Linked DNA regions of Mus musculus: region 1 is linked to region 2. The links are chromatin contacts, called in public promoter capture Hi-C maps. All regions are on one chromosome and are shown on one strand. Each heading gives the region's core, a stretch centred on a gene start, on an enhancer-like site or on the middle of the called end of the contact. The rest is flanking DNA. Distances are from core to core; before and after follow the strand shown. Region 1 overlaps Mob3b (MOB kinase activator 3B). Region 2 overlaps Mob3b (MOB kinase activator 3B).

Region 1 (6,173 bases), core at 1,900-4,399, 180 kb after region 2:
ACCTTTCGGTCACTTAAAAACTCTTACCCTCTCCTAGCTGAGAGGCTAGTGGCAATCATGGTTGCTTGGGGGTGAGGGTGGGGTGGAGAATAAAAGGAGAGTCAATTTTCTTATGGGATTATGGTAGTTTGAATAAGAATGGCCCTCATAGGCTCATAAACTTGATCATTTGGTCTCCCGTTGGTAGATGTGTTTGGAAATCGTTAGGAGTCGTGGCCTTGTTGGAGGGGTGTGTCACTAGCTGCCAGCTTTGAGGTTTCAAAAGCTCATACGTTACCAGTCTCATTCCTTCTTTGTTCCTGCTTGAAGATCAGGATGTGAGCTCTCAGTGGCTGTTCTAGCTCCATGCCTGCCTTCCTGCTGCCATGTTCCCTTCCATGATGGTCATGACTCTAACCCTCTGGAATCGATAGCCCTACATTAAATGCTTTCTTTTAGAAGTTACTCTGGCCCTGGTGTTTTCAGAGCAATAGAAAAGTAACAGGCTGGAGAGATGGCTCAGAGGTTAAGGGCACTGACTGGTCTTCCGGAGGTCCTGAGTTCAAATCCCAGCAACCACATGGTGGCTCACAACCATCTGTAATGAGATCTGATGCCCTCTTCTGGAGTGTCTGAAGACAGCTACAGTGTACTTACTATAATCAATAAATCTCTAAAAAAGAAAAGTAACGTAAGACAGGGATCCAGTGCCTTGACAAGGCTGGCTGCGCGTGCTCCAGCAGCCGGTCCCATTCCAACGCGCAGACAGGCATCACTAAATAGACTCAGTAAGTTAAAAATGAAACCCAAACCAAAAAAATTCATAAAGGAGGTAGGAGACAGGGGAGGAACTGGAGAGGAGGTGATGGAGGGTCGATTTAATCAACACGCCTTGCATACACGTATGAAAGGAAGCCCTCACACAATTAAAAAGGAAGACGTTTTAATTAAAAGTCATGTCCTTCTGAAGGCACCGGGCACACACATGATGCATAGACAAACACTCATACACATAAAATTTAAAAAGACGATTGAGACCGAGGCCAGAAGAAAGACAGCCAAGTGCCTGCCCCAGCCACACCAACCCGGGGTGGCCAGAAGAAAGGCACCCAAGCACTTGCCACAGGTGCCACTATGATGGATAAATGTATGATGGGGAGACAGGAAAGATGGAGTCCATGTGGAGAGATGGAAGAGGAGAAGCTGAGAGTTTGGGACACCATGGAGAAGGTGGGACCAGAGACTTGACGGCAATGAAGAACATATATGAGGAGGCCACAGTGAGGTCCTGGCCTGGGCTACCATCAAGGGCCATGCCTGGGTCTGTGGTCCTGCTGCAGCTGGGGGTCTGTCTCAATGTCTGTGGCCAGAGTTACCACCAAAGGCCAAGTGTAGGTCTGTGATCTGGGCTGACACTGGAGAACCATTTGGATATATAAGGTCCCTGTTGTCTGGGGGTGGAGAGTGGGGAGTGCTAGCTGATCTAAGTAGCCTGAGCTACCACCCAAGGCCATGGGGACATCCAGGTCCATGCTACTGCCAGGGTTTGGGGTGGTCTGTAGTCATAAACCTTGCCTGGCAGCATCATGGAGCTGGCCCTGGTGACAAATGGTGAGCTGGCCCCAGGGCATGACAGCAGGAGAGCTGATAGCTATGGTCACTTACTGACTGCGGCATCAGGTGAGCCAGCTGGGGCAGCTAGCCCTGGTGGCTTATTAAGGACACAGGACAGCTGGCAGGCTTACAAACTCAGCTACCTCCCAGGCCCAGATCCAGGTCTTTGAGTTGGCTTACCCCAACATCTACCCCATCTATGATCTGCTGGAGCATTAAAGAGCTGGTCCTGCAGACCCAAAGCTGCGTTCTCCATTACACAGAGCAACGGCAGGACATCCGAGAGGGGTCCTGGTGAGGATCCAGTTTTGATAGGGCAGCAGAAGCCAGAGGCCTCCAACAAACCAATGACTCACTGCAATGAGCATTTGCAAGGAAAGATGTGTGTCACACAGTACAGATCCCACGACAAGATTTTTTTTATTCTATCTTATTTTACTTTATTTTATTGGGGGGGGGTTGCAAGGGCAGAGGGCATATATGCAAAGGGATAGGGAGATGAGCGGGATTGGGGTGAATGGTGTGAAATTCGCAAAGAATCAATAAAAAGTTAAAAAAAAATTTTTTTAAAAATAAGTCATGTCCAGCCAATTGTGGTAAATGACTGTAATCTTAGCAATCTGGTTTTTGGAGCAGTAGGATCAGGGGCTAAGAAAGCAATGTATAAAGGCTACCCCATGATCCCTGGCAGGATATCAGGGAGCATTGAGGGGGCGTGTCATGGGAAAATTTGGCAAAAATAAGAGGTTTCTGAACACACCGTGACCCAAAATCAAATACACAATGAATCAGGGATGCTGGTGGCACTCAGTCATGCGCATGGCGTCACTAGGGCCTTGGTAATGGACGCAGAGCATGCTCACTTCACACTGTGTGCTGTTTCCCCGGAGTCGCTCAGACTCCAGAGCACCGCTTGCTATGAACTGCGGCTGCGCACACAGAATTCCCTGCTTTTACAGAAACACGGTGATGGAAGTCTAGAAAGCAACGGCGTTTAACTTTTTCTTGCCATCATCCCTCAGTATGCAAGCAGCAATCAGTACATCTTCGGGGTTGGATTCTGTAAGATTTGATTTTTAAAATGCTATTTGGGTAGCTTACTTGCATTTCCTTTAAAAACCTGCTAGAGACATTTTGAGATTAGAAATTAGAGCTTCGGATCGATCGGCCAACAGCTTCTGAAAGGGCCCTAAGCATACTTCAGCCATTTTGTGTTGTATGTTTATGTGAAGTGGCATCAACGTGCGATGTTCCTCGTATTACAGACTCAGATATCCACCCACGATCTAATTCTTTACATGAAATGAACACACCCATATCTCATCGGTGCAAATTTGCTTCCCTTCCAGCTTTACTATCTATAATGCTACGTAAAAAGATCTCAGTTTCATGCCTACTGTGTATTTCTGTATACCTGGGGTTGTGTAAAGATTTCTTGGGCAAACAAGGTCACAAGTAGAAAAGGTTTACGAAGCTTAGCTCTAAACTTGAAGAGGCCTGTGTCAGCGGATGTAAGAAATCAAGATGTTTATTCCTCCATTTCAAAGGCCATTTCTCTAAAAATAAATGACCCTGTTAAAAGTATGTTGAATTATTAACTCGTGCAGAAAACACGAAGAGTACAGGGATCAGACGCCTGCAATAAATGCAAACAGAAAATCAAATTGGAATTCTAGATGGACAGCCTGAAAATGATATAGAGCTTACATTTTCTCCTAAGACCATTCCTGTAGGCAGAAGAGCAATATCAGTGTGGATACTTAAAACAGAAAACATCTGGCCTAAATGAATGGAGGAGTGGGGGTGACGAATGGGGCCAATGCTGCTGTTTGCTGAAGTCAGACGTTTCACAGAAATAGAGTCCAGTTCTCCTAAAATTCTAATCTTTCCATCACTCCAGCAACAGCAATGAACTCCAGGTCCATGTGACCCAGGGGGCCTGCCTGTCACACGGTCAAACCCTGACCTTGGGTTAGCAAGGATGAGCACCACGTATGCCAGCGTGATGGTAAGATGGGTGGCACGTATGAGAAAGATCGACCTGTGTAGGTCGTGTCACACAAGGCAATTGTCAAATGACAGATTAATGTGGGTTTTTTCCAATGCTCCTTTCTCGCCTAAGATACATTTCTTCACTCAGCAAAAAAAAAAAAAAAAAACCAAATAGATTCATATATTAAGAACTACTGGTTCCTAGTCAGCTGTAGAAGGGACGAAAAGTCACTCAGATCTCTGTAAGTTCAAGGCCAGGCTGATCTACAAAGTAAGTTCCTGGACAATTAAGGCTACATAGGGAGACCTTGTCTTGAGCACACACACACACACACACACACAGAATATTTCATAAGACGGAAACCCTGCATGGCAAACTCCAAATCCTGGAACTCCACATCTCTTGTCTAGAGGGCTGAGATGGCTCCCCCGACCCCCTCCAACGTTGCAACTAAAACACACTTATTTCTCTTGGGATGGTTCTATGCCCGTGTGCAGCTCTCCTTGGCAAGCATCCCATGGCTCTGGCACCTGTAACATCTTGGTGTCTCTTTTCATAGCTTCCTGCATTGACCTCTCTGGGACTCCATGTCAGGCCCCAGCCACTAGCCTGGCCTCAGCAGCTCTCCTTAACCTTGGAGGAAGATTCTGCTAAACCTTTACTGTTTTGTGCTGGTGGGGGAGGGGGAAGAAAATACCTCAGGCCTTTGCTTTTTACAAGCTGGAAACTTAGCTGGATGGGGTCTTGCCCTAAGGGCACCACTCTCTTTATTCTAGTTTGAATCAGGGCTTTTCTCTTCCAACTCAAGCCTTGACTCCAACGTCACACTTCCGGCTGCTACTTTTCAAACTGTAGCATTCTGTATTTCTTTTTGCCTCACTTGCCCCGTTTTCGTTGTAGAACTGCATAAGGGTGATCAATAATCACTGCATGTCAGGGACAATACTAGACTGTCTGGAAATCTCCACCGACTGCCATCAGTTCATTGCTTTGTATTTTAGCCTCAGCCAGATTCTGAGGACAAGGGCAAAAAGCAGCCACAATCTTTGCCAAAATGTTACTAGAATGGTCTCAAGCCTGGTTGCTAATAGTTTCCCTCTGAAACTCCTTGAGCCAGTTCCCTACAACCCACATTGCCCCTAGCGCCTATTCGATGGCTCACTGAGCCCCACTTACAGTGTCCCACCATTTTCCTAATCCAACATCCCAAAGACTTCCACATTCCTCCCAAGAGCCAGCAGGTTCAGGCCTGTCAGAGCAGCAACTCCTTGGTAACTCACAGCTTCTGTTTTAGATCTGATAATAAATACCGTCAGCAAAGATATGGGGGTGCAAAAAAGTCAGCACACAAGAGTCATGTATACCAAAAATAAACGTTCTGAGGAAGAAGTCCCCATTTGCAGTAGCTTCAGAAACAAGACAGCGAGAACTTTGTGAACAAAGCTTCAATAGCACAGCAAATAATCCCATGAACTGACAAATGAGATTGGATGAATTTAAAATTTTCTTCCTAGCAGAGGAAGCTATCAGCACGGTGAGAAAATGGTCTACAGAATAGGAAAAAACATCGTGGCCTGTTTTATTACAAAGGAGCATTAATATCTAGCAGAACTGCCAGAATTAAACATAGCAAAGCACCTACATCGTCAAGTTGATAATGGGTCTGGGAAATAAACAGATAGTTCTCAAGAGGCGAAACACAAGGCTATGGAAAAGCTTTCAGAATCTTATCTGAGAGAAACACCAGTGAAAACGCTCTTGTCGTTCCACTGAGGTGGAGGGGGCATCATCACCAAGAGAACAAACGAGACTAGAAAGGTGGCTCAGTGGTTAGAGTCTGCACCACTCTTCCAGAGATCTAAGTTCAGTTCTCAGCACTAACACGGGCACATCACAACTGCCTGTGATGCTGACATGTTTAACAGCCCACGGATGACTTCCTCCACACGTCACACGATTAAAAAAAAAAAAACTTGGAAAAGGAAAGTCAGTGAATCTTGAGAAAATGTGAGGAGAAAGACATATGTGGCAATCAATATAAGAAGCTGGTGCAGCCATTATGGAAATCAGTGTTGAGCGATCTCAAAGAAGCAAAAAGGCAACTACCGTATGGCTTAGCTTACGGGCACATATCCGAAGCTCTACCATAGACAGAGCTCACATCTGCACTTAGTGCTGCACTATTCACAGTATGCAGGAAACCAGAGTAGCCAACTGTCCATCGTCAGGCCGCTGGAGAAGGAAAAGACGCTCTATGAGATGTCATTCAGCCATAAAGAAAACAATGAAATTATGAATCTGCTGGAAAATGGATGGAACTAAGAAATATATATATATATATATATATTAAGCAAAATATTCCAGACTCAGAAAAGCCAAAGTCTACATGTTTTCTATCCTGTGCAAACTCCAGGTTTTAGTTGTGTGTGTGTTTGGGTGGGTTACAGGTCATGAAACTACAAAATGGACCATGGAAGGTGAAAGAGATCTTAAAGGACATGAGGAGAGCAGAGAGGGTTATAGTGGAGCTGGGGCTACTTTGAGGAGGAAGAGGACAAGCAGGGAGGGGAGGGGCTTGAGGGAAGGG
Region 2 (5,675 bases), core at 1,190-3,689:
AGCAGATTGTGTATTGGAAAGGAAGAGGGTAATTCCAAGGATAAACATGACTTCGGGTTTATAGCTGACTCCATGACTATCTGCAATGATCAGTGCTCTGAGACAGACGGGAAGGAGCCCCTGCGAAGAGCCCACGGAACGTGCTGTGCTTTGGGCGGCCGCGTCATTATGTACACAGAGCTCTGAGAGGGAGCCACAACTGTCTACCAGAAGAATTCTAGTCTTGGAGCCAAACCAGTTTGTTTGAGGTGAATGGCAGCCTAAGCAGGGTTGTAAGAGGCCAAGGAGGTCCCTTCTGCTCTTACCTGGGGAACTGCAGGAACATCCTGCAACCGGGGCTGACACCTGGAGAGATGAATGTGCACTGTACTGGCCAGGCAGGAGGTTGGAGGGAGAGGAGTGACTCGCAAAAGCCACTGGGCCAGCAGTAGATATGATGACTTGGAAATTCATTGACTTATACATTAATTATAGATGGTTGCAGGTAATTTTCGAATGCTAGTGGTACTGCTTTCTTCAGTAGACTGATATCAGTTGGAATGATTAGTTGCCGTAGAGAAAAGCTTTAAGTCAGTTATGTTTCCTAGAGTATGTATGCTTAACACAGAAGAGGTTTTTTTTTTTTTTTTTGAAAAGAGCGGAGAGAGAGTGAACAGATCCAAGGCCCTTGAGTTAGGCTTTGAGGAGTTAGTATGGGACGGGGCTTTCGGAACCATAGTGTGAGCCCAACGAGCAGAAGAAAAGCTGTTTCTGAGCTCTCTAATTCCTACAGGGAAATAGGGTTTTAATGACAGCTCACAAACTGAAGAACATTATTCTTGGGTCTAACCTTTGCAGATCTATAGGTGTGGACTGGCAAGATGGCTCAGCAGGTTAAAGCGATTGCTGCCACACCTGAAAAACCTTACGTTCTAGACTCACATTGGTGCGAGGAGAGAACTGACTCCTTCAAGTTGTCCTCTGGCATTCGCACGCATGCCAGGCACTCACACTCAATTTTAAAAAGCACGGGCCCTCTTTTCCTGTGACTGGGTTGCCTTATACACCCTTAACATGAGGGGAGGTGCCTAGTCTTATTGCAACCTGATATGCCATGCTTCCTTGATATTCCTGGGAGGCCTGCCCTTTGGGGTAAGGATGAGTGAATTTACACACACACACACACACACACACACACACACACACACACACACACACACACCCCACACACCCCCCCCCCCACACAGAAGCCCCAAGGTTGTAAGGCTGCATTCTACTTCGTTGCCACTTGGTGGCGCTATGAAACCATTTAAAGAGATAGTCTCCAGCCATAAACATAGTGCTCCTCAAGGCTAATCTAACATAACCAAAGACATTCATTTCTCCATTCCTTCCTCAAGGGGGGGGGGGGGGCGGCAGGCTCAGTGTCTTTCTCAGAGAGTGGACTGGGAACGCAGCACGTATAAGGCAGGTTACTCAAACCTGAAGCAGGCTTAGGATGCTTTCTGCAGGGGAGATTTCTTAAAAGTCTGACAAGAGACTATTCTCAGCATACTTAGCCTGAAAAGTATCTCAATATTTTAGGACCCAGCTATTCCACTCCTGGGCATATACACTTACCTTACCATGTATGCTCACCCATGTCCATTGCTGCTCTATTCACAACAGCAAGGAAATGGAACCAGCCCAGATGTCCACCAACACACGAAGAGAGAATGGAAATACAGAGCCTATATGGAATCTCATTCGGCTGTAAAAATGGCATTATGACGTTTGTAGGAAGATGGATGGATGGACTGGGATGTAATTAAACAAGATGTCAGAAAGACAAAAGCCGGGCTGGTGAGATGGCTCAGTGGGTAAGAGCACCCGACTGCTCTTCCGAAGGTCAGGAGTTCAAATCCCAGCAACCACATGGTGGCTCACAACCATCTGTAACGAGATCTGACTCCCTCTTCTGGAGTGTCTGAGGACAGCTACAGTGTACTTACATATAATAAATAAATAAATAAATAAATAAATAAATAAATAAATAAATCTTAAAAAAAAAAAAAAAAAAAGAAAGACAAAAGCCACATGCTCTCTCTACATGCAGATCTTAGCCTGTAATGTATAAATGTCTGTGTGTGAGTGCGCGCACGCGAACACATACATATATGTGGATAAAGTCCAAGTGGCTAGAAGAGAGACCACGAGGAGGAAAGGGACTGGGGGAGGAGGTAAAGCGAGGACCAGGAGTAGCAAGGGGGATGGGGGACATGAGGGGGAGGGGGAACCTACTAACAGGTTTGTAATAATGCTAACTTAGAACATTAAACATTTTTCTCAGTGGTACTCCTATGGAAGAAATAAAGGCAGGCTTTGGATCTGCCACCCCAGTCAGACTCATTCTCCACAGCCTTCACCAACTTCCACAGTCTGCGGCCTGGGAGAGGAAGCTGGCCAGGGCGGGTCCCACCACCCTCTGGTCACAGGCTGCACCTTACAGACAGCCAGGCCGACCAGCTTCCCGATTTCCACAAGCCTGGTGTGTTGGAGTTTCTCCCTGGCTGTTGATTCTACCCAGTAAATGTCTCCATTTCTTCTGTGCTTGGCAAATTCTCACTCTTTACGTGACTCTCCGAAAGTGTTATTCACTCCATTCTGGGTCCCCGTTGCCTGGCTTTCTGCTAACACTGAAATTCATTACACAATCAGCCTCAATCTGAATTGCGTATTGTGTATACCTTGGTGTATATTGCTGTGCAATGAAGGATATGTTTCCAAGTCTTACACAGTATATATGATTTGAGGCAGCTATAAATACAGTTTATGTCTAATGTGAGTTATAGCTGGGTAAGTTAAATTATGCTTAGTTTTGTGCTTTCAATTTCTGATATTTTTTGTCCTTGACATAGTCTCTGATTTTTTTTGGATACTTTTAATATTCACATTATTTCTTGCTTTTAAAAAAAGAGCTCTAGTAACGTAAAGAGCAATGGAAGGGGGACTGGAACTGAACACCCAGGAGAAGTCACATTTCACTTTAGGAAAGCTGCCTTAATGACTTTTGCCAGTTTTTGTAGCTATGGTACAGGGTGGAGAAAACAACCCAAGCTTTGCATAAGTTGCACAATTCCTCGTCTGACCTCAGCTTTCAAAACTGAAAATGGCTTCTGTTGGAGAGCTCGCAGAGATGATTTTGACATCCATCAATCAAATTCCTATGAGTTCTATGATTTAAATATCACCATCATTGTCATCATCATCACCGCCACCCCCCCCCCACCCCCCCCCACCCCCCCCCCCCCCCCGGTCTGGAAGTTGTCTGGCATTGTGAGTCCAAAGCTAGTTTACATCCTATCACCTTACTTCCCTGCCTCCTGCCTGGGAATCAGAGCTTGGCTGCAGCTCCCGCTGTGTCCTCTCCCAAAGTCTAAGGGGCTCTCTCCCTCCTCTGTCCTGTGGGTTCTGAATCTCTCTAGAGAACCCTGCCATGCTTTCCTTCTCTAGTGCTGGGGCCTCGGCTTTCCTTGGAACCTCTGCTGCACATTTGCTATTCTGTCTGTCTGTCTGTCCATGGTTACAATAACTCTTCTAATAAACTCGTAGAAGAGTTCCTCAGTAACCAGTCTAGTGTCTTCTTCACCCGTCCACCTCCCCCAAAACTTAACCTAGATTAGACTGGCTCTGAACCTAAGCCGCGTGCCCAAGCTCACTTAGCTTCTTAGTGGCTTTCAATCCGGACTGAGTTGCTTTAACAGTAAGCGAGCAAACCCTATGCTGTTCCTATTACTCCACTTGGGGGAGATGCAGCTTAGGACATCAGTGGTGTTTAAAATGCTCCAGGGATACAAGAGCAACAGCATCTTACACCCCCGGCCTCCCATTTGCTTTTAATTCCATTACATTCTGCTAACTGTAAGGAACAAGAAGGACGATGGAGGAAGACATATATTAGCAACAGTGGAACCAACTAAGGGGCGAGAACAGAGAGCAGAAAGGAAGGCCAGTGTGGAAGATTCTGTGTAAGAACATCTAGGTCTGGAAATGGTAAGGATAACCTGAGAAGATGCCCCCGCTCCCATCGTAGCCATCAAAACCTCCATGGTTTGGAACAGGGTAGTGTTAGAAGTCCACAATGCAATGCTAGACTTGATTCAAAGGGAAAAACTCACTGTCAGCAAACTTGGGACGGGTGGATACCCCATCTCTGCCGCTCTCACACACTCTTGAGGTCACAGAAACGACATGAAATGTTAAAAGCACAGGGACCTGCTGTGTGGCTTTTTTTTCCCAGGGACTGTTGTGTGCTGGATCCCCAGCCCCTGGTGCCTATGTGGCCCCCGTCCTCCTCAGCTTCAGTTTCAGTTCTGGGAAAGGGCCTGAGCTGTGGCAGAAGCACACTGCAGACGCTGCTGCTGAATTGCTGTAGGCGACGCAGAACCATGTAACCGGCTAGGCATTGGTGGCTCACTCCTTTAATCCTAGCGTCTTCTTTTAATCCCAGCAGAGGCAGGGGCAACTCTGTGTGGTCACAAGGCTGGGCTGGTTTACACAGTGAGTTCTGGGCCAATCAGGGAATATAGTTTTCCATTTTGTTTTGTTACCTGTCTTAGTAACAAAACAAAATGGAACTCCATAACCAGGAAGAGTTCCATTCTGATGGCAAACTCGGGGCCTCTGGTTAGAGGGTAGACCAGATAGCCTTTCATCTCAGATGGTCTATTTCTTGTGTCCAGATTATACCAGTTTGTTTCTTTTATTATGTGCTAGCCCTCCTCCATCCCCAAAGCATGTGGATTAAAATCACTGACCATCCTGAGAACCCCATTTCTGCCCTTATGGCCCAGAGCTGCCAAGGTGAGGTCCCCACACAGACTGACCCACTTTCCCCCTGCAGCTGGCTCCTGGCCACACCCACTCCCCTTGGGCCAGGCTTCTATACTCAGTAGACCTGCAGTCTTCTGTGACCTCATCTCTTACCTATAGCCAATGCAAGTCCCTCCTGACCTGGCAATGCCAATGGAGGAGTACTTAGTTGGCATGAGCAAGAGATGCTGTGGTACCAAACTCATCCATACTAGCCTGAGGGAGATCATTCCTGCCTACAGATGGGGGAAGGGTGCTTCTGACACAGGACAACAATACGGACACTGGTGTTAAAGCACCAAGGACAATAGACAGATGTGAGTTTGGGTGCTATAAAATCAGAACAGATTTTTCACTTAGTTCCACGGACCCAGAAGTCCTTGCTCTGACATGCTACATTGCGGCCGTTCCAGTGTGCACACAAGATTAAGAGGCATTACTCCCCAGCTCCTGCCGGTTTCTGTAGCAACATTGGCAAGGGAGACACAGTTGAGGCCCAAAGAGACATACGAGTAGTCCCCACATCCTCTCTATCTCTTTGCTTTGATGTACTAGCAGCTGTGCATTTGGTCTTCAAGGACCTCACGGTCTACATTCCTCTCACCAGAGCAGCCTGGGAGAGGCCTGGTCCCTGCCCTTGTACCTTCACTACTCGGATGCCCAGAGCACTCCAGGTCATCCACGCCCTGCTTAGGTGTCTTGGAAGCTTCTATTCCACCTGGATGGCAGAAAAAGCAACTCCTAGGAAAGAGAAGAGTTTCCTGGGCTGAAGAAGGAGAAGGGGTTTAAGTGGCTATTTGCTAACCATGTGGCCTGGAAGTTGTCTCTCCCTCAGGTGGGTAGAG

Evidence for each region. Promoter capture Hi-C pulls out the DNA fragments that hold promoters and counts their contacts.
Region 1: a promoter capture Hi-C map of liver shows a contact between it and region 2. The contact joins two enhancer-like sites. A contact is called at or near these places in 14 of 39 promoter capture datasets (the 3T3-L1 cell line, 3T3-L1-derived adipocytes, the C10 cell line and 8 more), 10 of 484 Hi-C or Micro-C datasets (the 3T3-L1 cell line, DN3 thymocytes, the HPC-7 cell line and 6 more), 4 of 115 datasets of contacts at active chromatin or transcription factors (differentiating embryonic stem cells, embryonic stem cells and extraembryonic endoderm stem cells) and 3 of 9 other capture datasets (adipose tissue, liver and pancreatic islet).

The regions. Positions count from the first base shown.
Region 1 is chr4:35,131,897-35,138,069 of GRCm38.p6, forward strand. The region is part of intron 1 of Mob3b (MOB kinase activator 3B); the gene reads right to left. Among named protein-coding and RNA genes, the nearest start is that of Ifnk, 17 kb to the right of the region's middle. Within about 2 kb of position 3,150, at least 11 of the 459 cell types and tissues checked have an H3K27ac peak or open chromatin away from gene starts, as enhancers often do. A contact at or near this core is called in liver, where this site is marked.
Region 2 is chr4:34,957,247-34,962,921 of GRCm38.p6, forward strand. All of the region lies in intron 3 of Mob3b (MOB kinase activator 3B), which reads right to left. Among named protein-coding and RNA genes, the nearest start is that of Gm33620, 32 kb to the right of the region's middle. Within about 2 kb of position 2,440, at least 13 of the 459 cell types and tissues checked have an H3K27ac peak or open chromatin away from gene starts, as enhancers often do. A contact at or near this core is called in liver, where this site is marked.